Linked DNA regions of Sus scrofa: region 1 is linked to region 2. The links are chromatin contacts, called in public Hi-C maps. All regions are on one chromosome and are shown on one strand. Each heading gives the region's core, a stretch centred on a gene start, on an enhancer-like site or on the middle of the called end of the contact. The rest is flanking DNA. Distances are from core to core; before and after follow the strand shown. Region 1 has its middle 22 kb from the start of SKIDA1. Region 2 has its middle 89 kb from the start of SPAG6.

What was found. A called contact is a pair of places that touch in the nucleus more often than the background predicts.
Region 1: a contact with region 2 is called in a Hi-C map of subcutaneous adipose tissue, with 2.3 times the contacts expected there. The contact joins two enhancer-like sites. A contact is called at or near these places in 3 of 47 Hi-C or Micro-C datasets (embryonic fibroblasts, heart right ventricle and subcutaneous adipose tissue).

Annotation. Positions count from the first base shown.
Region 1 is chr10:53,350,205-53,354,763 of Sscrofa11.1, reverse strand. No RefSeq gene overlaps it. Among named protein-coding and RNA genes, the nearest start is that of SKIDA1, 22 kb to the right of the region's middle. Within about 2 kb of position 3,028, at least 52 of the 83 cell types and tissues checked have an H3K27ac peak or open chromatin away from gene starts, as enhancers often do. A contact at or near this core is called in subcutaneous adipose tissue, where this site is marked.
Region 2 is chr10:52,481,402-52,485,497 of Sscrofa11.1, reverse strand. No RefSeq gene overlaps it. Among named protein-coding and RNA genes, the nearest start is that of SPAG6, 89 kb to the left of the region's middle. Within about 2 kb of position 2,202, at least 57 of the 83 cell types and tissues checked have an H3K27ac peak or open chromatin away from gene starts, as enhancers often do. A contact at or near this core is called in subcutaneous adipose tissue, where this site is marked.

The sequences.
Region 1 (4,559 bases), core at 1,779-4,278, 870 kb before region 2:
CAAAGCACTCAGAGCTCCCAATACCCAAGCACCGACCCTTGAGCCCGAGCGAAAAAGCGCGGGATGGAGCTTGCACGGTGCGTGTGGCCTCGGTGTGACCCGTGAAGAGACGGGGTGCGCGTGAAAACCCACGAGTCGCGGGAAGAGGGTGGTGAGCGGGCTCAGTCCAGGCCGCCCCACGCGCTGGGGACGCCGCCAGTCCAGACCCCAAAAGGAGCGAACATGCAGATCCGTTTCCCTCTTCACCAGAGAGCGGGCTTCTCGTTGAGAAGGAAAAACACCAAGAAAGAGAGTCAGCTCCAGAGCGTTTGTTTGGCTTTTCGTCTGTTTGCCTCCCAATTAAAAAGTGGCCGGCTAGGCGACAGCTTTGCGGTTTTCACTGTGTAAAACGGATTAGAGAGAAAGCTCTAGCCCTTCTCGACTTTCGCTTGCGGTTTGCAACCCCCAGGGTAGGTGTGACCCCGAGGCACCTGCCGGAGCGAGCATCTCCCGCTGTGGCCCGACCCAGGGCTCGGCTTCTCTGGGGCGGAACCCAGCAGGGCGGGGCCTAGGCTGCGCGCGGGGGCACTGGCAGGTTCCCACTGTGCCCATAAACTTCCCTCCCGCGGCCTTCGCTGCCTCCCCTCCCCCCCACCCCCGCCCTACCGGCTCTGGGACCCAACTTGGAGACTCCGGATCCTGGGTGTGCAGGAATCCTGGGACAACCCCAGGGGGGACCCTCTCCAGGGCATGGAAGGAAGAGCGGAGGAAAGGAATTTATTGCAGATGGCACCGGAACCAGAGTTGGCTTGTTTGTGCCCCGCTCGGGGCTCGTAGGTTTTCCCCAAGAATCTCGAGTTCGCTGAGGTTACTTATACCCGAGAAACGATGAGTTTACACGCACAGGCACGTTTAGTTAAAAAAAAAGAAAGAAAATCTGCTCTTCGATACTCTACAGGTTCCTTGCTTTCACCAAATAAACAAAGCATCGGAGCCAGAGTAAGCTGAACCTGGAGATAAAGAAGGAGGGGTTTCCTACGGGGCCCCAGCGCCTTTCCGTCCCCTTGCACCCGCACCTTCCCAAGAGTCTGCAAGTTGTGGGCGTCAAATGCTATTCCCGTACCGGCCAGTCTCATCCTGAACATTTGGAGTAGAAAGACCCATGGACAAGTCAACAACCCTTGGCGACCCTTTCCCGCTGGCCTTCTGCTTTTAATAAACGAAAATAAAAGTTTGCTCTTCAGTTAAAGAAACGCTGTTTTGGTCTTTACGCCCGGACGCGTGACTTACGCATCCTTTTATACCAGCAGGGAGTTATCAATTGTGGTTGTCGAAATCGATACCGGGGCATCCACGGACGAAGACCTGCAGGTAGTGAGACCAAGGGATCAGGGAAAGAGTAGCAGGAACCAGCAGACTCCGACAGTTCGGGGTGGCCAGGCCAGCTTCTCGCGCGAGGCTTGCGGCGGGTGGAAGCACTGCTGCGGAAGAGCCGAACGCGCGGGTGGGAAACGAGGCCGGTTCCACCTTAAGAGCCGGTGCGGCGCGGCGGCTGCGGAGGCGCACGGCACCTGCAGGAGGCGCTGCTGCCCCGCTGTTCCGTCCGCGTCGCGGTGCGCCGCCGGCCTTGCAGCTCCCGGGCCGCAGTCCCCGGAGGGGGTGGGGACGCTGGGGGAGGAAGGGAGCGAGTGCAGCCGTTAGGTAAGGAACCCGAGCCCTCCGGATTTTGAAGCGGCCTCGGTGAGGCGTTTGCTGTAGGGAGCTTTCCGTCATTCGGCCGCGAGAGGAAATGTGGCGAGGCACCCTCCCCTGCCCCCACCGCCTGCCTTCCTGCCTCCCTCCACCTCTGCTCCCCGACCCCGACCGTGCTTCCCAGACCCTTTGTTCTCGAGGTTGGAAGCTGCTGGGTGGGGGTTCCCCGGGGAAGAGGGGCCCTTGCGCCACTCGGATGGGAAGGGAAGGGACTCTCGCCTCGCCCCCCACCCCGCCCTCTTAAGCCGAGCCCGCCTGGCCCCACAGCCTCTTCTCCGCGTCTCAGTGCCTCCTTTCCGACCCTGATTCCCCCAGCTCCGGCTCCCAGGCCTTCGCCTTCTGTTTACCCGCCTCCCCTCCCACTTCTCGCCACTCCGAGGTCTCCGGGACGAGGGTGGGAGAGGCAGACGGGAGGGGTGGGAGAAACCGTGTCGCCTCCGCAGCGCGGAGAACCCCCAGGGATCCTTTCAGGATGTGTCCCCTAGGACCCGCCGCAGGGGCAGGGGTTTCCCCGCGTCGCCGCTGGGCGGAGGCTTGACCCAGCCGGGAGGCCGCCCGGCGGCGCCCCCACCGCGCAGCCGGGGACCCACGGGCACAGAACCTATCCCGCCGACGCAGCCAAGAGAGGGCCCCGCGCGGCTCGGCCTCACGGTCCGGACCCCTGCCCCCAGGTGGAGAGAAGGGGACACCGTACTTCGCGCCGAGGGGAGGCGAATTGCAAACAAACGCCCCCTGCTTCCCCCACCCACCCTCTGGGGCGCCACCCGCATCGCCTCTCCGCCGCGCGCGACCCCGAGAGCTCCCGCGATTGTGTCTCCTTGAGTAGTTACAATTGCACGCCGCTGATTCCTTACTCGGGCGAAGCGTCGCGGAGGGGAGCGAGGGCACAGGGATGCGGGGGGAGGGGAGAAGCCGGGCGGGAAAGTGAGCGAAAAGGTAGGGGGACGTGGCTGGGCGGCAGAGCAGCGAAGGGCCTCCCGGAATCCCGAGTCCGAGCCCAAGAGGCAGGACAGCCCAGCAGGCCGGTTCCCTGGCCCGGCAGCCGCAGCCCAACGACCGAGCCCTCCACGTCCTCAGCTCTGGGGATGCGTCTTCGCAGAGCGCTATCCACGCGCCTCCCACGCTCACGACCCTGGAGGGGGCTCCACGTGAGCCCAGGTACAAAATCGGTGTCCCCTCCCCCCGGAAATTGGACGCAGCCTGGGGCCGTCAGCTCGAGGCTGCCTGGAGTCTCCTCAGGCCTCTCGGAGTGGCCCTGGACCTCACTGGCTGATCGAAAGCTGCGCCAGCAGTTCTCAAGGCAGCGGGTTCCCCGGGACACACCCCGTCTCCACCCCCGAGAGCTGGCGGCCAGCTCGGGATGCCAGGCGGCCAGGCGGGCGCCTTGCCAAATTCCGCGTTCCTCTCCAGGAGACAGGGAGCTGCGTCCCAGGCTCGGGAAAGCCCATAGTTTGGGCTTGGGACTCGCTTGCAAAGCCCCCCCAAGGCGCCTGGGACGCCTCTGCAGGTTGAATTCCTGCTCCGTATCACTTCAATTTTAATTAATCTTTTAAAACACCGCTGTCACGTCGCTTGCAGAAAATTAATCAAACCTGAATCCTTGTTGCATAGCAAGAATTTCGATCTGAGTCTTTTAAAAAGGACTTGACTTTGCAAAGTCACGTCTTTTATAGTTCCCTCATTCCCCCTTTAGCAAGGGAAATATTGCAAAAGTCAAGACATGTTTGTTTGGTTCTTTCTATCTTCAAAATGAAATTTTGCTGATTTTTTATCTTTATTTTTTGTCTTTGAACCAAAAAAAAAAAAAAACCCGAGATAAATTGCCTACCTTTGTTAATTCAAAATATAATTACTTTGAATGATCTTTGTTTAAGAGCCCAGATAAACTAAGATAATCTTAATTTTAATGTGACACGACCCCTATTTTTCCTTGTGAATAATGAGAATAAAGCAGTCATTAATTAATACCAAGATATCTCCATAGAAGATGGTATCTGGTCTCATGGAGATGCTGAAACATCAGTTGTATTAGTAATTGATACTGTATAATTGAACATGAAGATAGTCTTCTATTTTTAACCTCAAAGCTCAGAGTTTATTTGGTGATTACTGAATTCCTAATAATTAATTTTTGTTCCTTGCATAAATAATTCTCATGATTCCCAGTTCCCATGCAACAGAGAGGCTTCTCTTTAAAATCTGCCCCTCAAAATATAAGATTGTGAACCTGTATTGTGCAACAATCCTTTCTATTCCATAATTTATAACATATTTGGTCTACTTTTATGTACTCCTGTTACATTTCCCTTTGCTGTAATTAGATGCTGAAAATTAGAATACAGCATAATAACATCTTTAACCACAGTTTTGTCTTTCTGTATTCTATCAGTTAAATTTAATATATAATACTTAAGACTTCCAATCTTTCAAGTTTTTGAGATTTGAGGATAAGGTCCATTGAAGAATCAACATTTTTTGTAATGTGAAGTTGCAATGGACTATACTCCCACCTAACACAGGGCCCACTCTATTTCACACTTTTCTGTGGTTGAGAAGAGATTTTGCTCAAACACATTCTGTTTTTCCAACTTGAACATCAGCTCTCACCGATTTCCTGGATTAAATTCACATTTAACAATTTTGACATTAAAAAAAAAAATCCCCTCCTGAGAAACAGAGAAGTCTTCTAAATAATAATGGAAATTTAGACCCCAGCTTTAAGGCATTTAATCATTTCTTAGCATCAATTCACTGATGATCCTCACTTTTTATCCAGTAGAGGAGGATTATATATTTTCTCTTACACACGCACAAAAGCTCCCTATACA
Region 2 (4,096 bases), core at 953-3,452:
ACTGTTGATCAAGTTACAGATGGCTGGCCAGCCAGGTGGGAGGGAAGAGAAAGGTCTGACAATCTGCGGTAAACAGGAGGCCACAAAGCCAGTGGCTGTTATTATTAAAAATTCAAACTTACTCAAGTCTTCAATATTAAAAGTAATGCAAAAAAATTGTTTTGCAAGCCTTCTGGACCAGGGCTGTTGCTTTAAATGGCTTTAACAAACCCTTCCCTAAAAATAAGACTTTAGAAAAGGCGGAACATGGCTGTATGAATGAACCGAAAACATATAACTAGACTCCCACACAGAGCTTTATGATCATGATTGAAAAGCACTTTCTTTGTTTTGCACTCACATGCATCTCAAGTTTTTTAAGCTTCTACATGTTTTAAAACATACACGTGCCTGTGCTCTAGGAATTTACTCTTGAGAGGAAATAGCACTAGAAACCAATAAATGGAAAAACAAAATTTTAATCTTCTATAACTCATTCAGAGGCATGTATATATAAATTTATGTATTTAGACTTGGTCTCAACTGGTTGTGTTTTAAAGTAGCAGTTCAGGGCTAACAGGACAGTATGCCAGAGCCAAAAGTAATCTTAATTTTGTTATTGTGACTGTGAAATTTTCAGTAAAGCACAGACTGAAGGCCCAAATGCTGCTCAAGGATTACCTAGAAAGGAGAGCCTGAGGCCAAGTTAAAGTGCTAAGATTTTATTAGGAGGTGCAATCCCAGGGCATCAAGGGTGAGGGGAAAGGCAAAGGAAAGCAAATGGAAAGCGGTGCTTCACTGAGCTGAAAACAACTTCACAAGAAAGTAAAGCTGACCACTGCCCAGTCCCCTAGGACAGCTTCCAGGCAAGCTTCGGGGAACCATCACCACCAGCTGCCTGTGGACAGAAGGGTTTAAAAGCTTGCTATTTCTTGCTCTCTTCTTCGCTTGCTCACTTTGGCGCATGCTGGCCACATTGGGCTCCAATGCCCCACTCTTCTGGGTGTGCCTCCTGATCTTCCAGGCAATTGTTAGGGAGACAAGAACAAGGTTTTCTACCTGACTCTGGGACTGGTGCGAGGAGCCATCAGAGGCTGGGTGTGGGGTAGGCATGCCTAAATCTGATCCTCACCTGCGGGAGGCTGTGGACAGAAGCAGCCCTGGACGTGGAGGTTAGGCCTCTGCCTTGAGCTACATACAGGCTAAGACCACGCGGAGATGGGACTGACCGAACCAGGGAGGTGCATAAGCCAGGTCTGGTCCAGGGCACCCTTCTAGGCCCTGATCTATTCCTAGTGCGGCTGTTCTCTGATTCTTATGGGAGGCGGAGCCACTCAATTCAGAGATGGCATACAATTTAGCTCTCAGATTTTTTAAGTGTATTTCCCACCAACCTGTCTGTTCTATGTTCCTCTATCACCCTTACCCACTACCTTAACTCTCTCTTCCACAATATTTTTTGAGGTGTAATTCACATATAATAAAATTCACCCATTGAAGACTACAGAGCGTTGAATTTTGGTAGCTGAGTATGTCCTGTAACAACCATTCCTATTCAAGGCATGGAATTGTTCTTTCGCCCCCAAATCCTCCCTCCTGCTCCTTGGCCTTCCATCTTCTCGCTTTTTTCACCCTCTCCGGCAACTGCTTTCATCACTTTTGCTTCTTCCAGATTTTCAGATGAACACAGACTAAGGTCTTTTGTGTTTGCCTACCTCCGCCCCCAGCATTTTTTCAGATCCATCTATGTTGCTGCATGTATGAACACTGGGTTCTTTTTCACTCCTCGCTCTATTTTGGAGAACTTACTCCGTGTGCATTTTACCTGCATTCGCTCACTTGGAGTCCTCACAACCACCCAGTTTCACGACACCGGACCTGATGCTCGGAGCGCCTGAAGGGGAGCTTGGGGAGGGGGGGACTCCGGGCCGACTTGGGTCAGTCGGGCCGCCGCGCACGCCGTAGTCCGGAGCCCGCCCCGCGGCACCTGCTGTCCAGCTAGGGGTACACGTGGGGCCTGGCCGTGTACGACAAACCGCCCGGAACCGAGGCCCCGCCGGGACGCCTGCGAGGCCGGAGCCGTCGCCCCCCGCACCGCATCCTGGCCGCTCCTACCGCCGCGGGCCTCCAGGGCCGCCTCCCCGCGCGGGGCAGCCCCAGGGCTCCCGCCAGGAGCGGAGGCGGGGCCGCGGGCGGGGGGCGGGGGAGCTCGTTTCCGCGGACGCGTCACGGCGCCCGGGCGTCTCACCGCGCGCCGCCCGCCGTTTCCCTCCGCGCGCGGACGGCGCTACTTCCCGCAGGCCCCCCCCCCCCCGCCACTGAGGAGCGGAGTCGTGCGTGAGGGGAGCGCGGGCCCTTCGTTCTCCAGCCGCCGCCCGACGTGGCCGCCGCGTCCTTGCCGCTGCATCGGAACCAGCGAGAGGAGTGGTTCCGAGTCTCTTTCTCCCCCTCCGCAGCCGCCTCGCCACAGCAACCCGCGGAGACTGACTTGAAGGACGCGATGGAGACAAAGATGCCGGGGCTCTGCCCTGCGGCGAGGAGCGGCCTGCCCGCAGCTATTGTCTGTCTGCCTGACGGGAGCGGCGGCTCTATTTTTCTTCTTCCGAACGTGGTGCTTCGGCAGCAGCAGCAGAGAGACTGACAAGGAGGCTTTGTCTCCGGAAAAAGAGCTGTTGCGAAACGGCGCCTCCTGAATGGCCGCCGGGCCGCCCTCCGCGGGCTCCGCCGGCGACGTTTTCCATGTCAATTAAAGCCGGAAAGCCTGCTCCTTCCCTCCCGACGTTTTCTTTCCGTTTGGAGTCTTGGTGTCTGAGTCGTAGAGGGCCGCCCTCCGCTTGAACTGACTCCATCTCCTTTACTGTGGTAGCGATTGTGAAAATTGTTGAGGACCGAGTTCTCTTTGGGCCCTTTTAGAACGTCTCTTCTTTTCCTCTCTCAGAGGGAAGTGGACTGAGAAGCTGGCGGTGGGCGATGCTCACGCAGACTCACAGCCCCGAAATGCCTTTCGCTGAGTCCCACCTGACGCGGGCTGAGGAGAGGGCTGTTGGGGGTTCAAGTTATTTGGGGATCCCGTTATTTTGTGATTTTAATGAATATCCCGTGAAACTGCCTGATCAGAGAAAGTGGAAGGCGATTGAGTCTCAGAAAGGGGCTTCCAGTCCGCTAAGCGGGCGTCTATTGTCTGGTTACACAACAGCCCACAGTGACAGAAAAGAGCAAAGGAGATTTTTTGTGGGCACTGAAGTCAGGCTTGGGCTTGGCGCTTGTGACCGCCGATCTGCCATGCTCCTCTTTTGTCTCTCTTCCTAGTGTTTCTTACCACCTGATAATGTTGCATATTTTACGTATTTGTTTTTTAGTTTCTCTCTCCCACATAACCTCTGAGAGCTGGGAGTCGTTTGGTCCCTGTGTTTCTCTAGAGCCTAGCACAGTGCCTGGCCAGGTACTGGGGGCTTCGTAAATATTTACCAACTCAGTGAGTACAAAACACACATGGAACATATTATTTAAAGGCATTCTGAGAAAAACACCAAACCGAAAACCGCGTGAAACAAGGAAACTTGACCTTTTCAAACCTGATTTTTGATTTGGCAACAGTGATTGTTAAGGAAGAGCTAAGAGATAGTGATATCGCTATTTGGTTTTCCAAAGAATAATCAAAGAAATGAGCTTTTTATGTCTAGGGTGCTTTCCGCCTTCATTCTAGGGATTGATTTCTCTGAGATGAGCCCACCAAAAAGTCTGAGGAAAATAGAAGTCCTTTTTAACTAGTCCTCTGTGACCCTCAGATACACGCTCAACTTGGTCTGGGAGTTTAGGTGGCCTGTCTGATGAGCATGACATGGGGCTTTGGGACTTACAAGATGGACATTAATGTGCTATACATAGATATTTTTCTGTGCTGGACTCTATCTGGGAAGTGTGTTTCATATGAATATTAGCCGGCTAAATCCTTCTGCTACCTGGCCCTTAGAGAAATGGTCCTCACATGATGCTTATTCATAAATCACGGGTTGGTTTTGAAGGAAATGAAAACGAGGTGCTTTGAGAGTGCAGAGGATTAGAACAGCCAACTCCTCTAAGGAATGACCCGACTCAACCTTCATTTGGGGGGAAC